Regions from separate parts of the Oryzias latipes genome. Here region 1 is linked to region 2. Evidence: chromatin contacts called from public Hi-C data. All regions are on one chromosome and are shown on one strand. The core of a region is the stretch at or near the end of the contact, and the rest is flanking DNA. Distances in the headings are between cores, read along the strand shown. Region 1 holds the start of LOC101166122 (protein APCDD1-like). Region 2 overlaps src (proto-oncogene tyrosine-protein kinase Src).

Evidence for each region. Hi-C and Micro-C count contacts between places; a contact is called where the count stands out from the background.
Region 1: a contact with region 2 is called in a Hi-C map of embryo, with 1.6 times the contacts expected there. The contact joins the promoter of LOC101166122 here to the enhancer-like site in region 2. A contact is called at or near these places in 4 of 5 Hi-C or Micro-C datasets (embryo, fibroblasts and gastrula embryo).

Annotation. Positions count from the first base shown.
Region 1 is chr5:13,787,592-13,793,578 of ASM223467v1, reverse strand. LOC101166122 (protein APCDD1-like) reads right to left here and starts at 2,802. Exons shown (of 4, transcript XM_011474985.3): 1 at 2,373-2,802. The coding sequence starts at 2,451.
Region 2 is chr5:13,751,847-13,758,427 of ASM223467v1, reverse strand. src (proto-oncogene tyrosine-protein kinase Src) reads right to left here. Exons shown (of 13, transcript XM_011474984.3): 3 at 4,867-4,966; 4 at 3,975-3,992; 5 at 2,594-2,692; 6 at 2,272-2,375. Among protein-coding and RNA genes, the nearest start is that of src, 15 kb to the right of the region's middle. Within about 2 kb of position 1,342, at least 2 of the 8 cell types and tissues checked have an H3K27ac peak or open chromatin away from gene starts, as enhancers often do. A contact at or near this core is called in embryo and gastrula embryo, where this site is marked.

The DNA.
Region 1 (5,987 bases), core at 1,553-4,052, 34 kb before region 2:
CAGATACACTGATGAAAAGTGTTTACGCTATGAAAAACCCCCAGAATTGATGGAAATAAAGACAGCTGCTGCAAATGCATGTGACTGTGTAATGTAACAGCAGCAAAAATTAGCATGAGCATCTTCCCTGTCAGAGGTTTGAAAATCACCCTGACTAGCTAATTCGTACTTTTTTTTTCTTCTTTCTAATTTGCTGTCTGGTTTCGGCAATAAGATGACTTAAGATTGGAAAACGCCCTGCTTTGTTTTAAACGTTATCTTTCCCAACCCTGTACGGCCCTGATAGTGTCAGTTTAAGAGTGAGACCAGGCTGCTTTGGTTCAGATTACAGGTTGCAGTGCTTTGTCAAAATAATCAGAGCCAACTTTTGATTCTGGCAACTGGACTATTGTAAAATAATGAAGTTAATGCCACCGTGAACCCACCTTATTATTCCATGACATTTGATGGCACATTTTTCGAAAATTTTAACTGAAGTGACTAATGATTATATTTGCAAAATGAACGTCAGAGCTGCAGACATGCATCTCCTTGTCTTTGTCTTACAGTGATGGTTAACAGGCCAAAATAGAAAACATTATTAGTTAGGAGGTCTTAAAGCATTATTCATTTTATAACAACTTTACATAATGTGTTTCGGCTCAGAACTCTCATAAACTGAGAGGAAAAGGACATCGAAAATAAATTTCATTGTGCAGTGACCGCCCCTATTTTCTCTCTCCTCCACCCTTGTCGCCACATTCAGATGAAGGTCAGGATGATTTAAGGAACAGAGGGTTAGTTTTTGTTATTCTAACCTGAACTTCTGCATTTACCTCTTCCAGACCAGAGCTGTCCCAAAGAAAAGAACACCACTGTTGTCTTTTCATCAGAGGGTATCAGCTGCTTAATCCAGTGGCCTTGTTTATTTAGACAAGAGATCTGTGCCCAGCAGTCCCCGCTGCCCGTTCCACCACCGTTCACAAGTTCTGAATCTTGCTCCCAAGGCTACAGTACATAAGAACTGCCAACACATCCACTCACTCCATTCTTATCTCCACGCGTTCAACTGTTTCAGGGAAAAAAATCTCTGAATCTGACAACTAATGAGGTTTATTTGAGGCGGTAACATTCAGACAAGAGAAGTTGATGGTCTGCTGATGTTTTGGATCCAGGATTATACCAAAATCATCTTAGCTCAGACTGAATGTGGTTCTGGATGTGTGTTGGGACTGGTATGATAAGAGCTGGATTATTCTCTCACTCAGCTCAGACCTACATTAGAAATGAAGATTTTTTTGAACAGAAAGGTAACAATGCAGGCTGGCAACCCATCCAGTGTGAACCCCACCTTTGTCCAACAGTGGCCAGGTTAGGCTCTGGCACCTTGAAAGGGATACAGCAGGTTAAAAAAGTGGATGGATGGATGGATGGATGGATGGATAGAAATGCAAAATATTTTTTTATGTACGGTATTTTAAAACCCTGGAAAAGTTTAACTCCAGGATTTTGAAACCACCATTTTCTGAAAAATTTGCTGAAATCTGTTTAGTTAAAAAATGTCCATTGAACTGTAAATCAGTTTTTGCACTGCTGTGCCTGATCTTACTCATAGTCATCAACTCACCTGTCTCCTCAGGTGAAGTTAAGACATGAATGAAGGAACAGTATAGCATGCAGCTGTGAGGGATGGAGGCGGCAAAGTGGTGCCGACCTGATGATTGGAAGCAGACAAATGCTGCCTCACTGTTCGTCTCCTGGCCTTCAAGAATCCAGCCTTCCATGAGGGAGGCTGTGGCAGCTGGACGTTCAGCTCAGAAGCCCAGGTTTGTGTCAGTAATGACTGTCTTCTGTTATTCTTACTATTAACATAATAGCGACATTAGTTCCAGGGCCACGCTCCCCTGCTCCCAGAGAACTATTGTTTGAAGGCATCAGGCAGAGCTCTTTTTTAAGGCTCCCCCCTCATGCAAACAGACCTGACAGAGCCTTGAAGACACAGGACTAAAGAGGGAACACAGACCAACTATTCATAAGCCTCATGTCAGCATTAGTTGAGCTTTTATTTTTTAAATGATGATCCTTAAATTGAACTCTGCAAATAATTCAAATTATGACAAATTACATAATGACTTCCTTGTAATTATGAGTTTGTGGCCAATAATCCTTCCCTGCATGCCACTTTTCCTGACGTGTTCTCCAGAAAATGTGGATCTGTGGGTGTTTGGCGGGTTTTGGACATGAAAGGGCGTTTATCTGGTTGTTTTCATAGTATAAACACTTTAAGTCCACTGATGTAAGTTAATTAAATTTTCAAATTGATATTTCAGAATCCAACAGTTCTATCAAAACTATGAGTAGCTCGCTTGAAAGGATTTTGTATCTGGACTTACCTTGCCAGAGCAACCAGACCCCTCTTAACAGGCCAGTGAAACAGCTGTTTGACATGGTTCCTGCTTCCACAGACATCATTTACACAAAGCTGTCCAAATCACAGGGATGCTTTAAATCAAAATATGATCACACCATGACAAGAACTCATCCACGAAGAGTCCAGTAATTCCTTAAAAGAAAAAAAGCTCCACTTCGTCCTGATGGAAATTCTCCTCTCCTCTACCTGCAATTATTTGCCTTCATGATTAATTAAAATAATAATAATAATAATAGAAAAAAAGGAAATAAAAATCCTCAACTGAGACTTCTCCACACGGATGTTCTCCCTTCCTGCTGCTCTCAATGTGTGTGCATGCATGCATGGGAGCAGGCGGATATTGTGTGTGCTTGCTCCTGTCTGGCTCTTCTACTTCAGAGTTGAGAAGGAGGGAGCAGAAAGAGGGATGGAGGGAGGGTGTAAGACAGAGAAAGTTTTAGTTTGTGTGCATGTGGAGGGTAGAGGGGAAAAAAGGGGAGGGGGGGGTGAGCAAGGTGCAAAAGGGCAGCGAGAAGGAGTTAACACTGCAGACACAATGCTGCAATATATGCTAGAAAACATATTCTTCATAGACCTTTCGATTGGAGTATCTTGTGATTAATTTCTGGACATCAGATTTTAGACATTTGTCCCAGATTCCTGCCTCAGCACAGCAGCAAAAAAAAAAAAAAAAAAAAAAAACTTTAAATCAGTTATTTACTGCAGTTACTTGGAAATGGAATTGTTTACTTCAACTTGAAGATTGATGCCCGTTTGCTCTCTGTATGTTCAGCAGACGCTCATTTGGGACATGTGGCTTTGTGGTGTGGAGAGGAATGTGCTTCCAGACTTACGTTGTGTGTACTTGAGCTGGCTGGTAGGCGCTGTGTACATTCAGGTAACACCTGGATTTGTGCTGTTAATACTTTAGCTTGCATGTCAAAAACATTCATCTTCTGAGGATTTTTTTTTCCCAGATAACTTGCCGATCGCGCAACCTTGAATTTAATTTACCCTTTATTCCTAACTTTGGATGGCAGGCTACATCTGCAAAGAGGTGGAAAACAATAAAAGAAAAATATTGTAAAGGCTTAAAAGCCCCAGTACCATCTTTTGATCTATTTCAAAAGTCTTCCTAGTGGTATTTTAATTATGATTATACCGTTTTTAGCCAAAAAATGTTTTTTTCTAGGACATAGTTTCTGTAGAGCAGCAGGAATTCACTGGAAATACGCATGGCATTGTTTCTGCCACTCATGAGTGGAGAAACCCTGCATAGAATTTGGAGGTGGGTTTTTGATGAGGCGTGTTTTTTATTTCACAAGTATGTTCTTTCTCAAACAGAATTTTTCATCTGCTCCTAATTCACAATTTGAGCAAAGAAATACTCAGAATTGCAATTTTGAGTGTAATTTTTTTATATATATATGTCCTCCATCATAAGTAAAAATGCCACAAGAAACTGTTAAAAACACCAAAATCATGTTTTTTTTGCACATTTTTACATGTACAGCATTTTATGACAGATATCAAAAACACCAACAAAAATGTTTTCAGTAAGCTGAAGCTTTTGTAAGTTCAGGACCATTTGAATTCTTTGGTCAATTTTGTGTTGCCTCTTGCTTTGTTTTTCTTTTTTTCTCCTTCATTACATTCGATTCAGTTCATGTTTTCATGCATTGCAATGCTTTTCATAACATCATCTGGAATGAGGCGGCTGGCTAAGAACAAGGAATGACACCACCGTGTGGAAGGCTGTGAAACACAATAGTAGAATGTGATTTTTCTGTGTGACTGAAGCTGAATGTAGGCGACTATACCGTGAGGAAAAGTGGTCTACAGCTGCCCAAGACTGCACAAACCTGTGTAACACATCATTAGAAAGGCTAATGCGCACACAGACGCTCCAGTCACGATGATTCATAGGCACAGCGTTCACATGTGGTCTGGAGGAACTGTTGACACTGTTGACCGCCGTGGGGGCAGAGAACAGTTTCAAAGTTAGAGCCAAGTAAGAGTTGGCAGCACGTCTACAACGGGTGGGCTGACCAGAGCCCCCACACACATTCAGAACTACACACATACACACAAAGTCAATGGTCAGTGCAACTTGGCTGAGTGACTATGTTTTCTATGACACATTTGAAAGGCATCGTCTTGTTTATATTCCTTTTTTAAGAGGTTTGTGCCAATTGTCAGTCTGCCTTAACACTTTCCTTCTGAGTCGGGTCCTTAAAAGCACCAGAAGTTCTTCAGAGCTTCAAACAGCCTAGAAAACAGAAAATGGCAGCATCAGGAGATACGAGATGATTATATATGTATATTTTTTGGCATTATTTTCTCTATCCTTTTGTGTGGGAAAAGAAAACACACCTTTACCCAAAATCATCTATAAAAAGTCATCTTCCACTAAAATCAATGTTAAAATACAAAAGTTTACAATGTGCTTTGACTGAATCATTGGGCTTGAGGCTGAAAATGTCTTGGTAAATCTGGAATGCAAACAGACACTTTTAAGACCCACATGTTTGAGATGAAGACGTGATTTAACTTGCTTTAACTTTTCAGGTCTACCTGCATGCATTTGTCACTTGGATTATTGTTTTAATCTTGAGCAGCCCTTTAGTCCACCGCTGCGTCAGTAAAGTTGCATTTACAGTTTTGACATTTTTTTGGTTTGTTTTGTTTTTGAAATAGGGTTCTAAGTTCACAGACAGCAGTTTTGAATTTTGATCATTTATTTAAGGAGACTGTTGGAAAACGTCAACAGTGAATTTTATTTCTGCGAAGACTTTCGTAAAGAGGCTTTTTGTTGTTGTTACATAAACGTATCCACTTTGAACAGCAGTGGGTCATGGCAGTACAGTAGTCAAAGAAAGGGGGGTGTTGCTGAGATTCATGTTGTGAGGGCCTATTGTTGCTAGCTCCAATCGTTACATAACATGCTTTGCCACACACCTTGACTTTTTAAGGTGTTCATCAGCAGTGGAAAAAACCAGAAGAAATATATTTTGAAGAAAACCTGTGTCCCTGCCATTTTACTTGGAAAAAATTGATATAAATGACCATTTTCCTTTCATTTCAAGAACAAGCAACAGTCATTCTTTCTGGACTCCTCTTTGAACTTTCTCATCCTTACAGCCAGTCGTCACAGCTATTATTTTAGAAGAGCATAATCTAGTTGTTGATCTTTGCCGCTGGCTAAATGCTAACTTGCTGTGACAGACCCCACAGAGAGCGAGGAGGAGGGCGGATGCTGATCTCTGATCATAGATCTGACAGCTGGCTCCCTCAGTAGGACGCTGCCTGGGGTGTCAGGGGCTTTGATCCACTCATGGTCCTCTCAGGAATGCACAAACATGCAACTCACACTTAAATCAGTGTAGCTTTCTGATGTTTATAGTAAATGTACGCTCATCAGCTTCACGCTCACTCCCTTTCCTTTCTGACACTCACACACACATTGGAGCTCTGTTGGCACAGCAGTGCTGGAGTTGGCGTAAAAATCTGACAAATGGTCAACCTTTCTTATGACTAAATAATTTCCCAATCTTGTAACCAATCCCCTTCTGGGTGTGAGCTGCTGCACCAACCTCGG
Region 2 (6,581 bases), core at 93-2,592:
AACATATGATCCGGTTTCTCTGAGTCAAGCAGACATAGCAGAACTACGCGTTATTACAAATCCTTCCCTTTGTTAGGGTTCTAGTAAAGACGAGTGATCCTCGGCTAAGGACGACTTCAGAAAGATTCGTTCTCAGACAAAAAATACATTTGATTGAGCGCAAAATGAAAAAAAATTATTATACAGATTTCACAACGGAGAACAAACAAAAAAATCTATAAAAAAAAGACAAAGAATTAAGCAAAAAAATAATATCACATTTTTGGCCATTTAGCTATACGGTTTTCCAAAAATTAGCTTTAGCCGTAGAAATGATTGTGATAGTTTGTTTCTTTGACAATACAGTAAGTGGAGAAGATGATCAATTACTGCATTCCAGATCTGACTATTAGATGAACCTTTGGCTCAACTATAAAAGCATAAAGTTCAGCAAGCTGTTTCCAGACGTTTGAAAGAAGCTTTGCAAAAAAACATTGCTTTGTGACACTAAGTTAGTTCTCCAGCATTATTGATTTACCAGCCACATCATTTACCATCATGCAAGTGAGTTTCCCATTCTTAATGACAAGTGAAAATTATTCAATCTCTACAGATAATGTCCCAAATCCACATTTAGGTTGGAGCAATTCATGGCAAACAAAGAAACAAATGTAAGATCTTTCATTTGTGACAGCAATCAAACGGATTTAGGAAGTGAAGAGAAAATTGCCTTAACAAAGCTCAGCTCCACAGCGAAGAAATCCACTGTTTGATCTGGAGCTTTCGCTGACTGACACTCACTCTGCTTCTTATGTAGAAAGGAAAAATTTGGGGCAAGAAAAGGATGCACCTTAAATTCACCACATGTGCATCATGTATTAAAACAGCAATCCTTTGACAGCTAAACCCCTCAGCCTTCCATGATCAAAGGCAAACCATTTTTGCTTTTTTTTCGGCTGAGATTGTTTTGCGCTGTGCATGGATTCACCTGCAAGAGCTGAGCAAATCACAGCAGTTTTTTTCTTTGTTTATGCAGGCAAGATTAAGTGGCATAATCACATTTAACAAATGTCACTTGCAGCATTTGTGTTTGCAGCATGAGCCAAACGTATCACTTCCCTGCTGTAATCTAAGATCATTTGCACACTATGCAACATGTCATTGCAAGTTGGCGCTCATTTGTGAAAAACTGTGAACCCAACAGTCAAACTGAATACAAAATCCACTCCCGCTCAAGCTCCTCTTGCTCCCCTGATTCGCCTCCTTTCTTGTAGATTTCCCCTTTACAGTTCTACCCTTCCTTGTCGTCTTTCCACTGCTCTTCTCAGTGTGTGAGCATGGGAACACTGAGTTATAGCTGGGGGGGGAACAGCACCCTCCAAGGCTGACCTAGTTCCGGTGCAGCAATTCACCCCTGTTCATTTGCAAATCCAACCCACACCGTTCGCAAGTAATCTTGCCCACAAAACAACCTCCTAAAGAGCCCACATGGGTCACAATGAGTAAATCTGACAACAGAAAATGATGCAAAACTGTTTCAGATCTCAGGCAGTAAAGCTACAGCACTAGAGGCATGAAAGAGCATGGCTTTATTAAAAGGCTCAGCCTCTTTGTAATATAGTCCTTGAAGATTATTCTGTTTTTATAGCAAAAATCATGTCTATTTCTCTATATAGACTCAGAGAATCAAGAGACTATCAACTCGTTTGTGTTTTTTTTGGGTCATTAATGTAAAAACATTCAAAACTAATGCAGTTATTTAATGACAATCTGTTTCCCCCATACAAGCTAGGATCAATAAATCGTTAGTGGTAATTTTAGTGCAATTTATAAAATCTTTATTCTGCTATCTTTGATAAATGCATCACTTAAGCCAAATTTATAGACAAAAATATGATCTACCGTAAATCAAAACAGTAACTTAATCCCTTTATTCTGAAAGGTTGCCCAACCATAGGTCCCAAATTTAAGAAAAGTCATTTTATGCTTTATTCAAACATATTCTTAGAACTTGACCAAAAGTGCCTTTTTCCCCATGTGGCTTTCTCACAGCTTCATGTAGTCAGCAGTTAGAATGATACGTGGGACCTTTTAACAAGTTTTCTCCTTGCAATGTGGTGTCCATTAGTTGATGTGTCTTGCCTTAACCCCATCATGCCTGAGTTTATTTCTAATTATATAATTAAACATTTCTCAAATGCCTTTTCATTAAATCTGATGCCAAACTAAGTTAAGTTAAGGCTGCAAATTAGTGACGTGAGGTGGGAAGGGGTTAAACATCTGTTCGCTCACCTTTAGTGGTCTCGCTCTCCCGCACCAGGAAGGTTCCTCGTCTGTTCTGAAGGTTCAGAAGGAGCCTCTCTGAGTCACGCCGAGTGATCTTCCCGAAATACCACCTGCCGAAGAAAGGAAGTGATCAGAGGGAAGCTCCTGCTGAGCTGCTGAAGCACACCTCAGGGCTATGCATGCATTAAAACACCTATCCAAGAACTTCCACACCCATTGCTGGATGGATGCACACACATATACCTGCACTAAGTTACCAGAGCAGCAATTGCCAAGACTTGCATTGAAAACGTGAATAAATAAATGGGCTAAACTAAAGATAATGTACTCTTCTGCTTGGATGGAATCTGAGGGAGCCACATAGTTGCTGGGGATGTAACCACTTTCTCCTGTTGTCAGCGAGCGAGCGAGCCACCAGTCCCCTTCTCTGTGAAGCAAGAAGATGTAGAGCAGGAGAGTCAGTGATGAACACAACTTACGACAAGGAGGACATTCTTTGATTAAACACTCTTACATTTCTGCTAACGATACAACAATGAATTAAGCACGACCAGTGCTTAATCCCTTTTGGGGAAATCACAGGGTTGCTGGAGCCTTTCCCAGCGACTGCAAATGCTGGGAATATTCCATATGGTTGCCCAATCCATGGCAGGGTCACACACTCACATACACATCAAGGGACAATTTATAGTCATCAATTGACCTACAGTGCATGTTTTTCATCTGTGGGAGGAAGCCGGAGTGTCCGGAGAAAGCCCACGCATGCACGTGGAGAACACACAAACTCCACACAGAAAGGACCCAGCCAGGATCCACAGTAGCACCTTCTCTCTATAAAGGGGAGGGTGCTAATCACTACACCAATGTGCAGCCCTAATGGAAAGTTTAAATAAAAGAAGTGCAATAGGTAAATCACTTTTCATTGCTTCAGTATGAAATTACTTTTTCTATTAAACAAATGCACCAAACTTGTGAGATAAAGTGTAAACAAATGACTATATATGCTTTGAATTGAAACTGGGATATGACCTGACTGTCATGGAATTTTCTTCCTTCATGTCTTTCCCAGATCTGGAGTTTTACGTCGTAGATGCAAACATACAGGTCACTTGCTTACTCATAACAATTAGCTCTCAATGTATGTGGCTGTTCATGTCTTAACATGTCTCCATAGAGTAATTGAACACCTCATCCAATAATATGGCTAATGGCTGTTAAAACCAGTTTTTGCATGCATTTTTCTTTCTTGACAATAACTAATCTGGTAATTCACAGAGAAAAGAATCTATAATTTCTTGCAGATCTTAAAGGTTTTAAGATTTGCAATTATATTTTAGCTAAGATGTGCATACCTCCATGAGTTTAGAGAATGTGCGTAGACTACAGCTGCATTGTTGTTTCCATCATATTACTATCATTCCAACGCTTGGAGCAAAACGGAAACAAACACTGGGGTTCGCTTTCCAAGTACACTCTCATCCCTCCTCCAGGCTCCCAGAATGGTGTGAGAAAACCACAATGAGAAAAGTAAACAAGCAGCCTTAAATTCTGCCCGCAGTCCCTCTACTTTTCATTTGATTCATCAACAATAAAGTAAATAGTTGCAGGAACAGTAGGAGCTTGGTCAGATGTGGGTTGGAGGGTTTGCACACACAGAGGGACTAAACAAAAGGGTGAGTGAGGTTTTTCCGGGATTGAATAATACTGACCTGAAGCTGTACTTTTTCCTAGAAGAGACCATGAAGCATGAGAAAGAAAGGAGAGATAACAGACACAGCAGACACATCAAAACGCAGCAAGAAGACACAGCAAGGCAAGTAGCACAGACAGAGAGCAGAGGAGTTGGATTTGCCATGGGGCCACACAGTGGGGATGTTTTAGGCTGTTTCTAAAAGAGATTGGTTGCTGTTTTGTTTTTTTTATTCTCATGACAACACTTTTCAGGACTAACAAAATCCTTACTCTTCTTTTTAAAAAATAAATTGTGGAACTAGCGGAAAAACTAAATATTTGTATAGATTTCTCTAAGAGCTTTGCACTACCTCACAGCAAGTCATTGCTCACGTTTGACCCTTTTATGTTGGCCTTAGACTAAAGAAAAGGGAAGTAGGTCAGACATATAGCAAGAAGTTATGGGTACAGTACAAAGGCTATAAAACAAAACTGTATTTTTTCTGATTTAAATGCCCCCAAATGAAACACTTTGCTTTCAAATACAGACCTTGCTGTTTAACTCTGTTTTGTTTCACCCACCCTAACCATCTGTGCGCCAATGCCATCAGAGGAACACTTTTCCGGTGTTATCTTTGAAGGAATGTAAGCATTCATCTCAGTGAGGCACTTTGCAAGTGTCTTAAAGATTATGTTGATGGCAGTAGCCCAAGAGAAGCAGAATCCATTAGCAAAAGTGGTGCACTCTTCTGCTTTAGTAAACAGAGGGGAGGCACAGCTCCACTGTTACCAGCTCGGCCTCTCACCAAGTTTCCTGTGCTCATTCAAATGGAAATGCATGCAGTCTCATGTATGTCTGGACATCTGTGTGTATATATGTTTGTGAAGCCCTGGCATGGAGGGAAGACAGACATGATTGTTGATTCTTACGTGTTGTTGACAATCTGCAACCGGTCGCCTTTCCTAAAGGTCAGATCAGAGGCCGTCCGGGACTCATAATCATATAAAGCCACAAATGTGGTAACACCTCCTAAAAGAAACCAACACACAGACACCTGTCAGTCTGGTAATAAGAAATTTCATAGCATGAACAAGAAGTAACCTAATTTTATTATCTATCTATCTATCTATCTATATCTATATCTATAGATATAGATATTTGTTTGCTTGTAAGAACTTGTGATTTCATCAGTGTAACAGAAAAACATCAGAAATGTGTTCTGTGGTCCATCTGGCTTGTGGTAAAGTTCATATTATTGTATTTTTTAAGGAAAATGGGTCTGAGTTCTTATGAGCTAAATATATTTACTTTGTTTTACTGTAAAAATAAAGGAATTCATTTCAAATAATGTTAATGTTGAGGAGAAAGGAAACGTTGTCTACCATCAATAAAAAAAACAGTTGCATGTAAAAAAAAAACCATCTAAATACTGAGCAACATTTTTAATGTAATGCCAGATTTTTTGTCCACTAAGAACATAGTTAGTGGACAAAAAAGTGGAAAATTCATTATTTTATTTAATAAAATATAAGCAAAAAATAACTTTCCTTTGTTTAAAATCATTCTTGTAACAACAAGAATATCCTGCATAAGTAGAATAAATGGTATGAATGAAAGTTTTAAAATGCTGTGAAACAAATGTAACAAATTTGAATAAGAGGGGTGACTTTTCATCGCACATTTAATTGAATACAAGTAAAAAGTTTGCTGCCATTAGATTATCCAGAATGTAACCTCATTATGTGCAAAATATCTCTGCTATCATGGGCATAGCTAGTGCAATACCTACCTCACTGTGGAAAGTAAATCTTATTTAGCTTTTGTAAATTGGACATTTTTTGTGAAATTCCTTTTCTTATGCATGTCTGCACTGAACAGTGATCGGCTCTCATTTAACTGTATGCGCGTGTGATGCGAATTGTACACGTGTATAGTGACAATAAAGGCATTCTATTCTATTCTAATTTAGTACAACTTAGTAAATGTATTTTATTACGAAACCCCTCTGAATTGGAATGTATTGCTTGTCGACTTAATTTTAAATGAATTTTAAAAAATCTAAACTTTTGTTACTTTTTTTAAATGCAAAAGTCAGATTTGTTTGAAGTTTTGCTATGTTTTGGTGTGAAAAAAAATGGTTGTGTTTTTTTTCTCCTGTCTCAAACAATATCTGCAGCAACACACACTGAAAACAAGTGTGATCGGAGACTCATGAGTGAAAATTTAGTCTTTGGATCTTGTTAAGTCTTCTTCTCAGCTGTGTTGCTGTTCCTAACACGTACAGACCACGCTTGCATAAAAAACCCCAGGATGAAGCAATAATATCTGTTTTGCTTTTCCTTTAAAGCTCACAGATTATAGAGGGAACAAGGAGCAGGGGCCTGCTTCAAGAAAGAGGCTTTACATAGTCTGACCGTACCAGGAAACTGAGTTTCAGTATCAGAAAAGATGATCTGGGTGAGCTCAAACACTCTGACTAGCTCTGAGTTTATCACAGATACTAAAGCCACCATCATCATCATCATCAGTGTAGCTCTGATTGAAGAATTATCAATGGCAACAGGTAAACAAAAACCCAGTGTGTAGATTCTGACCTGCATTTACTCTGTATATGAGCCCATTTGCCCAAATTGAGAGCCAAATG